Linked DNA regions of Mus musculus: all the other regions are linked to region 2. A link is a contact called in public Hi-C and Micro-C data. All regions are on one chromosome and are shown on one strand. The core of a region is the stretch at or near the end of the contact, and the rest is flanking DNA. Distances in the headings are between cores, read along the strand shown.

Region 1 (2,700 bases), core at 50-2,549, 440 kb before region 2:
CTAGCAGTCTTACAGAGAACTTCTCCGTGACTGTTCAGGCAAACTGTAGGTGTTATAGTACACTTGGCTGGGAAGACTGAGAAAAGTACGCAAAGGTCAGGAGTTAATCCTGATGTAAGGACCTGAGCTAGAACCAAGGGACAGCAGCTCTTATCAGCACACTTGGGAATTGAAGCTGGAAAGTACCGGGTGTTCCAGAGCGGCTGCTTACATGGGCTATTTTCTTAACCCGTGTTTCAATCTTGGATGTTGTACACCCTACCCCCACCCCCAGACAGCCTTCTTTTTCCTGTGTAGCCTTACTGTGTCCTGAAACTCATTCTGTAGATCTGGCTAGCCTTGAACCCAGAGATGTCTCTGCCTTCCAAGTGCTGGGATAAAAGATGTGTCCCACCACACCTGGCTTATATTTTTTTCTAAAGGAAGAAAAAAATTAGCTCGAGAAATTAAAACTTCCTTATGAAGAATCTCTTCAAATGTTTTGCTTTAAAATGGGTGCTTTTAGAGAGAACGCCACAGATCTGAATATTTCAGTATTACATCAGTAAATTGTTATAAATATTGCTGTAAACAAAACTTTTATTTAGGGAGGGGGGAATAGCTTAATAATATGCTTCGATTTTTATATTCACTAAATAGGGGCTGTGCCCTAGGGTGCACAATGTGCAGAATTTTACAGTTTGAAAAACCACCAGTTTTCCAGGAGTTGCTTCGCCGCCTTGGAATTACTCTCCGGTATCCAGCCACCAGCAACGATCTTGCTCATCATCAACTAAGACTGCTCAACCTCTCAAGTTCCCATCTCTGGGCCGCTGTCCAAAGGAAAGTCTTGCCAGACTAGAAGAAAACTTTTGTTATTTCCAGTGGCTTCTTCCACTAACCCTCTTTCAGGCCCTACATTTAAGGGTGGCTGTTGCATTCCTTTCTCCCCCAAAACGTAGGAAGAGAAGTGGCTGGTAAAATGAAGGTTAGGAAGAACAAAGCCAGACTCCGGGAAGACAGGAGAGCAAGTACAGGCGCCCAAACTGACTGCGAACGCGGTGACCATACTGTCTCCAGAGGTCACAAGTAGGCAAAGGACAACTGCAGGCACCTTGAAAACTTCCTCTTTTGGCCACTCTGATCTCCAGAACGCACTAACGGCCGGCTGCGACCCAGAGCCACCACCCGGAAGCCCGCGGACCGCAGGCCGGGCGCGCGAGGGCCCGCCTACTCAGGGGCAGTGCTTTGGGACGTCCCGTCCCCACCGGAAACACCGCCAGTCCCTCACCAGAGCGGAAGCAGCTCCGCCGGTGCTCCGGAAGCAGTAGCCATAACTTCCGGGAGGGGGCTTGGGTCCCTGGTGTGTGTGCTACGGGGTGCAGACTGTGTTTAAAATAGCAGGAACGCCATGTCCCGGGGTTCCAGCGCCGGTTTTGACCGTCACATTACTATCTTCTCTCCCGAGGGCCGACTCTACCAAGTAGGTGAGTGACTCAGGGCCTCCTGCGGGACCTCCGAATTGCTCTGTCATGCTTCGGCCTGGAGCGAGCGGACGCGGCCCGAGGATGGTTCGGGGGCTCGGAGAAGGGCCTGAGCCAGGAAAGCAGCAGGATCGAGGTCGGGCCCGCTCTCGTCTTCCCAGCCCGGTCTGCAAGCGGGCTTGGAGGCTGAAACCGAAGCGTAGTGCTCTTCAGGAGCGCCTTACTGGCCAGACACAAAGCAGTAGGGCTTTGCACTGTGATGCCCGCCTTCTGCCTTTCGGAGTCCCCCGTAGCTCAGCGATTCTCAATCTTCCTAATGCTGCGCCCCTTAAATCCAGTTCCTCGCGTTGTGATGACCCTCAGCCATAAATTTGTTTTCGTTGCTACTTCAAAACTATGTTTTTTTTGTTTTTTTGTTTTTTTACTTCAATGAACGGTAATGTTTTTTCAGATGGTCTTAGGCGACCTTGTGAGAAGGTTTTGGTACTGGGGGTCGCGACCCACATGTTGAGAAGCACTGTTTAGCATCAGTCTACCTGGAGCCTGAGTCTTCCCTTCGCTGAGAGTGGTTGGTTCTTTAACCATCCAACTTAAATGCACACACACCACACACCCTCAACCCTCCTCTGCAGTATAGATAGATGACTTGCTTTGTGGTCAACTCTATACAAGTGTGTAAAGCCCTACCAGACACTGCTGGTTCTAGAAAAGAGATCAATGTCACTCGTCCCTACTGAAGCTGACTGCTTAAAGGAAGTGACAGGAAACCAAACGAATAAAAAGAGAAGAGTTCAGTATATGCAAAGTTCACAACTGAGAAATAAAAGAACAGCAATGAACTCCTCTTGAAGTTGGCACCCCGATTTTAACCCCCACCTGTAAGAATGCTTCTATAGTTTAAAAACTGGTTCTCAGTCTAGTTGAGGCACGGTGTGTTAGTCTTTACTAAAGGAACAGCTTTAATGGACGGAAACCTGAACTTAGCATCAGTTACTCCATGTAACAATACATTTTGGTAAGTTGAAGTCGCGGCAGGGTTTGGTCTAGGATTATAGGACAGACTTTTAAGCTCTTGCCATAGAAAACTTAGTGTCAGAAGGGCGAGACATACATCTGGTCCATGATAATTTTATTTTGAAGTTTTTTATCTCAGTGTCTTGACAAGGAGAGTCATACTATCTTGGTTGGAAATCCTAGAGTTGGCCTATAAATGGAGTTCTACTCACCTATATGCTTA
Region 2 (2,759 bases), core at 253-2,752:
TGGCTGAATATAGACTGCTAGGAAAAGAAGAAAAAAAGGACGGAGCATAGCCATCGTCTGGTGGAACATGAGCCATCGTCTGGTGGAACATGAGAGCGTCTGAAGTGTGGAAGATGGTGGTGATGGTGATGTTTGTATATGCTTGGCCCAGGAAGTGGCACTATTAGGAGGTGTGGCCTTGCTGCAGTAGGTGTTAGAGCAAGTGTGTCGTTGTGGGCATGGGCTTTAAGACCCTCATCCTAGCTCCCTGGGAGCCAGTCTGAATAAGATGATGTAGGACCCTCAGCTCCTCCGGATGCTGGCATGCTCCCGCCTTGATGGTAATGGACAGAACCTCTGAACCTGTAAGAAAATGAGCAAGCTGAGAAAGGAAAAATATTTAAAGGGACACCGGGAAGTAGAACAGAGCAAAATCTTTTGTTTTAGGAGATAACAGATCCCACTCAGCTAAATTTAAGTCTATGTGTGATGGAACATACCTTTAATCCCAGGAGACAGAGCCGTGCAGATCACTAAACTCAAGGTCAGCCTACTGAGCAAGTTCCAGGACAGCTAAGTTTCATTCTACTTCCTGGTGTCCCTTTAATACTTTAACCATATATTTTGTTGATAAAATGGACATAATACCGACTCCTACCTTAGGGCTATTAAACTAAAAATTGAACTCAGCAAATCCATGCAGTGAATTTACCAAGATAACCTGATAAAGAGTGAAAGTGATCGGTTATAAGTTACGATTATTATGGTAGTTATGGCATCGTCCTTGTCTGTGTAATCCTGTTTTTGAAAAAAAAAAAATGACATCTTTTTAAGTCAAATATTTATTTTTCACTGGAACCTGAAATTAAATCAATTTAATTTGGGTAGCTTCTTCCATTAAAAAAAAAAAAAAAAAGTAAGAACGCAAGATTGAAATACTAAGATAAAATTTCCTTCCCCTCTGTAGTTTTGGTTGTAAAAATTCCAAGAACAATGAAATTTTCTTTGTGAAAATTATTTCTTACACATACAATTCAATTTAATAGTTTACTAGCTGTACTAAAGGTACTACTAGTGTAGAAGAGACGATTCTGTAACCCTCCAGGCTCACAGAGTATGCAAAGACCCTTTCAGGCAAAGGATCTTTTCACATTCTTCTCACAGTTTGAGTAGCTAGGCAGATCAGATAACCACTTGGCGGGAAAAGGATAAGTACAGACCAAATCCGCACAATCTGTTTCTGTTTAGTTTATAAACTGCGTCCCAGTATGTCAGCTTTCCTGCCTTGTGGGACTTGAAGTCCGAAGTGAGAAGCGATTAAGGCAGCTGAATCTTAGAAACCCATAGCCCCTGAAGCTCTGAGGCCTAAGGACTACAATTCCCGACAGACAGCGGAAGGCCGCGCCGTAATCACCGGTAACCAATCGTTCGCTTGCAAGACAAGCCACGCCTCTAGCTCCGGGACAGCCTTGACCAATGGCAGAGCTCGCAGCGCAAGCCTGCGGGTTAGGTTGTGAGGCTGAGGCCGGGGGTGGGGAGGAGTCGAGGGTTTCGGATCCAGCTCGGTGGCCGGGTGGGTCGGGGCGTTCGGCGCGCCCTTCACCGAAGCGGCAGTGGCCGGGCTGGGAGCAGGAAGTGGGAAGCGACGGCGAGGTTGGAAAATGCCGGTCCATTCTCGAGGGGATAAGAAGGAGACGAATCATCACGATGAGATGGAGGTGGACTACGCGGAGAACGAGGGGAGCAGTTCCGAAGACGAGGACACCGAGAGCTCGTCGGTCTCGGAGGATGGGGACAGTTCAGGTGCGCTACCCAGCTGGGCGGGGATGCCGGGTCCCTTGCGCCGCGCGCGCGACAGGCCGCGGTGCTCACGCCGGGCGGTGCGTCCTGCTGCGAGCGCGGGGCGGGGAGATGGGGAAGGGGCGGGGACTGGCTCGGCGTCTGGCACCCGGAGCTGCGGGTCGCCGCGGGCTCCAGTTCTGGCTCTGGCTCCCGGTGGGCTGGGCGCCCGCAGGCTTTGAGGACCCGAGGCGATTCTGTGCACTGTGGGACCCGCCCTAGGGTCACCTGGCAGTACCCTGGGGCTACCGGCTCCGGAGTGGAATGTCCGGCTGGCTGGTCTGGAAGACTGCAAATGTCCCTTAGCTGACACCACCGACCTCTTTACTAGTAGTCTCAGCAACCTTTGTCAGCGTTTTTGTGGGGGCTGAGGATAAATTTGCCTTGGTCCTTGGCGGGCTTGCCACTCATCAACCTTAGCTTTCAGGTCAGCCTCTCACCAGTACTGTCATCAGAGGACTGACTTGGGAACTCTCAGGTTCATAATAGGTCCCAAAAGTTTTCAAGACGAAGAAGGGACCAGCCTGAGGGATCATTTGGAATCTTTGTCAGTTTTTAATCTGGAAGATGTGGGCAGTGTTGACATTCCCAGAATCTTCAAGCTTTGGTTATTTTGTAACTTTGGGCTGTTTCTAACCCCTTATAAGTCTTTTAATACTTTAATAAAATGAATGGAACTGATTTCCCGGATCTTCCTCTAACCATATGACAGACTGAGAATGGCTTTGTCTAACCCTGGTTTTGGCTGTGTAATGGGAAGCATTGATAACAGGTTAATGACTGTGGTATCACCTCACACCTTTTTTTTTTTCAGGTTTGTCTGTCAAAAAAGTATACTTGGAAGCATGTAATGCCGATAAGTCAGCCATCCAAAAGTAAATATTTATGAAGTTTTTACTCATAAATATTTATACTCATATACTCATTTATATACTCATACT
Region 3 (2,884 bases), core at 188-2,687, 510 kb before region 2:
GAAACCGAGGTTCAGAAAGGTTACTCATTCACCAACATCCTACAGTCTAAGCGGTGAAGGCAGCATTCAAACCTAGATCTGCTCCCTACACTGTGTTATTTTGGGGTTAGAAAAGTATTGCTAGCCGGGCATGGTGGCACACGCCTTTCATCCCAGCACTTGGGAGGCAGAGGCAGAGGCAGGCAGATTTCTGAGTTTGAGGCCAGCCTGGTCTACAGAGTGAGTTCCAGGACAGCCAGAGCTACACAGAGAAACCCTGTCTCGAAAAAACTAAACAAACAAACAAAAACAAAACAAAGAAAAGTATTGCTTAGCTTGCATATTTGCTTAATTATGGCAGAGGAATAGTTATGTAATGAGAGTTAGTAATTTTTGTCAGGAATAATGAAATCAATTTCAGCTCTGTCAGAGGTCACAGGGACATAGAATTTCCCTTACCGTCATCAGTTACTACTGGGCCGACTGACTCACCTTTCGGCTCCTGGTCGGTCTGTCTTTTAGTTGTTCATTTGTTTGTATAAGCAAGACATGCCGGGGAACCACTGCTGAGGTGTGCAAGCTTAGCATTGAGCTAACAGTGTTCCCGGGAAGCCCCGACCTTATCGCTTCCATCCGCTCTTTCTTTTTCACCCAGTCCCTTTTTATTTTTATTTTTTAATTTTGTGCTTTTTGTTTTTTAAGAGAGGATCTCACTGTGTAACTCAGTTGGATCTCAAATTCAGAATCCTCCTGCCTTGGTGTCCAGCTGTGTGACTTGCATATGCCACTAGGCCTGGCCTTAGATCTACTATGTAATTATTTTAACAGGTTAAACTTAGTGTTGTTTCTCTGATACATTCTTCCTTCTTGGGTTTTTACTCACACACACACCTTTTTTTTTTTCCTATACCTGCCCCCTTTTTTTGGTATGTGCATTTTCATTAAAGGAGAACAAAAAAAAACCCAAAAAACCAGGCATGGGTATGGTGATAATCTCAGTCCTCAGAACACAGGCAGGAGAATTCCTTTCTTTTCTTTTAAAATTAGGACTAAACGAAATTAGATGTTAATTGTTTCATTTGTATGAGAGCATCTAAAACTAAATGGCCTTTGAAGACACAACTGTCTTCAAAATTACACTTTATAAACAAAGAGCTCACGTAGCTCAATGAAGCCGGAAATAAACTGGAAACTGGGAGTGAAGCTTGTGTGCCTTGGTAAGAAGAAAGGAGACTAGAAAGGTTGTCTGTATGGAGGACAGAAGGGAAATTCGGAGTGAGCACGCGCTTAAATATAACGGAGAAGCTGGGTGTGGTTGCGCGTGCACATGCACCCAGGGCCAGAAGCAAGATTTCTGCTAATTCAAGGCCAGCTTGATCTACATAGGAAGTTCCAGGTTAGCCATGGATGTATAGAGAAGCAGGCACCCATCTACTCCTGTATACACAAAGGAGCTCAGTTATCAGCAGGAAACAAGAAGTAGGGAGAGGTGTTTTAATAGCCTGTGTTAAAAGAGAGCAAATAAGTACTGTTGGCAAGCAGTTATTTGAAGCAATTGAACGGGCCTTTTGTAGCATAAACTTTCTGTCATGAAGTCATTCTACTTGTGTGTGTGTGTGTGTGTGTGTGTGTGTGTGTGTGTGTGTGTGTGTGTTCGTGTGCGCATGCTGCATGTATATGTGTATGTGTTCATGTGCCTTTGCTCTATATATGTGGAAGTCACAATAGGATGTCTGGTATCCTGCTTTACCACTCCCTATGTCTTATTCTCTTGCAACAGGGTGTCTTATTGAACCTGAAACTAGGCTGACAGCCAGCAAGCCCCAGCAATCCTGTCCGTACCCCACCTCCATCCCCAGCCCCTGAGAAGCTCTGGAGCTACAGGATTGCATGTGGTTGTTGTGTCTGAGTGCTTTTGAGTGCTGGGGATCTTAGCTCGAGACCTCAAGTTTATGCAGCAGGTCCTCTTCTTCCCCACTGAGCCAGCTCCCTGGCTGCAGCTTTATTGCACCTTCATGCCAGTGAAAGATCCTGACAGAATGTAAAAGGTCACAGAAGCCCTGAAATTGGCAAAATAGATTTCATTGTTAGTAGAACTAGCTTCACTGATTTAGAAAAATAGAGGTGCACAATGCTCTTGCCGATTCTCGAACCTGTGTGTCTGCCAATGTTCTGACCATGTGTGTGCCCATTGCTGCGCCTCACTGCCAGGTGTTTGTGGTATTGGTTGCTGGGAAAGAATCGGAAAATCTCCCCAGCAACCACAGTCGGGGCCAATCCAGAGTTGCTGCACCTTCATTAGACTCCTTCCTTGTTTCCCTCCCATACCCATTTCTTGAGGCATCAATCATTTTAGAATAGATATTGTTTAGATCTGGAAATCCCCTACTACCCCCCTTCTCCTTTTCCCCTTAAGGACCTATAAAAACTGAGACCCCTTTTCCCTCGAGGTCGTCTCCTCTACCCCTGTGTGGGATACGAGTTGTCCTCAGAGCTCTGGCTTTGAGTTGTCCCCAGAGCTCTGGCTTTCCCTGAATAAAGCCTCGTGTGGTTTGCATCAAGCTTGGTCTCTCGTGAGTTCTTGGGGGTCTGCTATTATCCCAAGGCCTGAGCGAGGGGCTCCTCTCGGAGTCTTTCACCAGCTCTTTGAGGCGGACATTAATAGTCCTGTTTTACACCAGAGGAGCTGGAGACCTAAAAAAGTGAGGTGATTGGCCAAGGTTGTATATGAGAGCAGACAGTCCAGCTGATGCAAACCTAGATAGGCTTGTTTCTAATGTAGTTTTTTTTTTTAAGATTTATTTATTTATTATATGTAAGTACACTGTAGCTGTCTTCAGACACCCCAGAAGAGGGCATCAGATCTCATTACGGATGGTTGTGAGCCACCATGTGGTTGCTGGGA

Evidence for each region. A called contact is a pair of places that touch in the nucleus more often than the background predicts.
Region 1: a contact with region 2 is called in a Hi-C map of muscle stem cells, with 3 times the contacts expected there. The contact joins the promoter of Psma6 here to the promoter of Brms1l in region 2. A contact is called at or near these places in 6 of 39 promoter capture datasets (3T3-L1-derived adipocytes, the C10 cell line, embryonic stem cells and 2 more), 7 of 484 Hi-C or Micro-C datasets (B cells, CD8 T cells, effector CD8 T cells and 4 more), 8 of 115 datasets of contacts at active chromatin or transcription factors (the 230-238 cell line, the SCID.adh cell line, double positive thymocytes and 5 more) and 2 of 9 other capture datasets (adipose tissue and embryonic stem cells).
Region 3: a contact with region 2 is called in a Micro-C map of the G1E-ER4 cell line. The contact joins the enhancer-like site here to the promoter of Brms1l in region 2. A contact is called at or near these places in 12 of 39 promoter capture datasets (the 3T3-L1 cell line, 3T3-L1-derived adipocytes, the C10 cell line and 8 more), 1 of 15 datasets of contacts at CTCF or cohesin (embryonic stem cells), 44 of 484 Hi-C or Micro-C datasets (B cells, CD4 T cells, the CH12 cell line and 22 more), 11 of 115 datasets of contacts at active chromatin or transcription factors (T-cell acute lymphoblastic leukemia, astrocytes, embryonic forebrain and 6 more) and 2 of 9 other capture datasets (adipose tissue and pancreatic islet).

What each region holds. Positions count from the first base shown.
Region 1 is chr12:55,397,526-55,400,225 of GRCm38.p6, forward strand. It overlaps Psma6 (proteasome subunit alpha 6), which reads left to right and starts at 1,300. Exons shown (of 7, transcript NM_011968.3): 1 at 1,300-1,466. The coding sequence starts at 1,391.
Region 2 is chr12:55,834,864-55,837,622 of GRCm38.p6, forward strand. It overlaps Brms1l (breast cancer metastasis-suppressor 1-like), which reads left to right and starts at 1,503. Exons shown (of 10, transcript NM_001037756.3): 1 at 1,503-1,782. The coding sequence starts at 1,641.
Region 3 is chr12:55,324,539-55,327,422 of GRCm38.p6, forward strand. The region is part of intron 3 of Prorp (protein only RNase P catalytic subunit); the gene reads left to right. Among named protein-coding and RNA genes, the nearest start is that of Ppp2r3c, 23 kb to the left of the region's middle. Within about 2 kb of position 1,438, at least 16 of the 459 cell types and tissues checked have an H3K27ac peak or open chromatin away from gene starts, as enhancers often do. A contact at or near this core is called in the G1E-ER4 cell line, where this site is marked.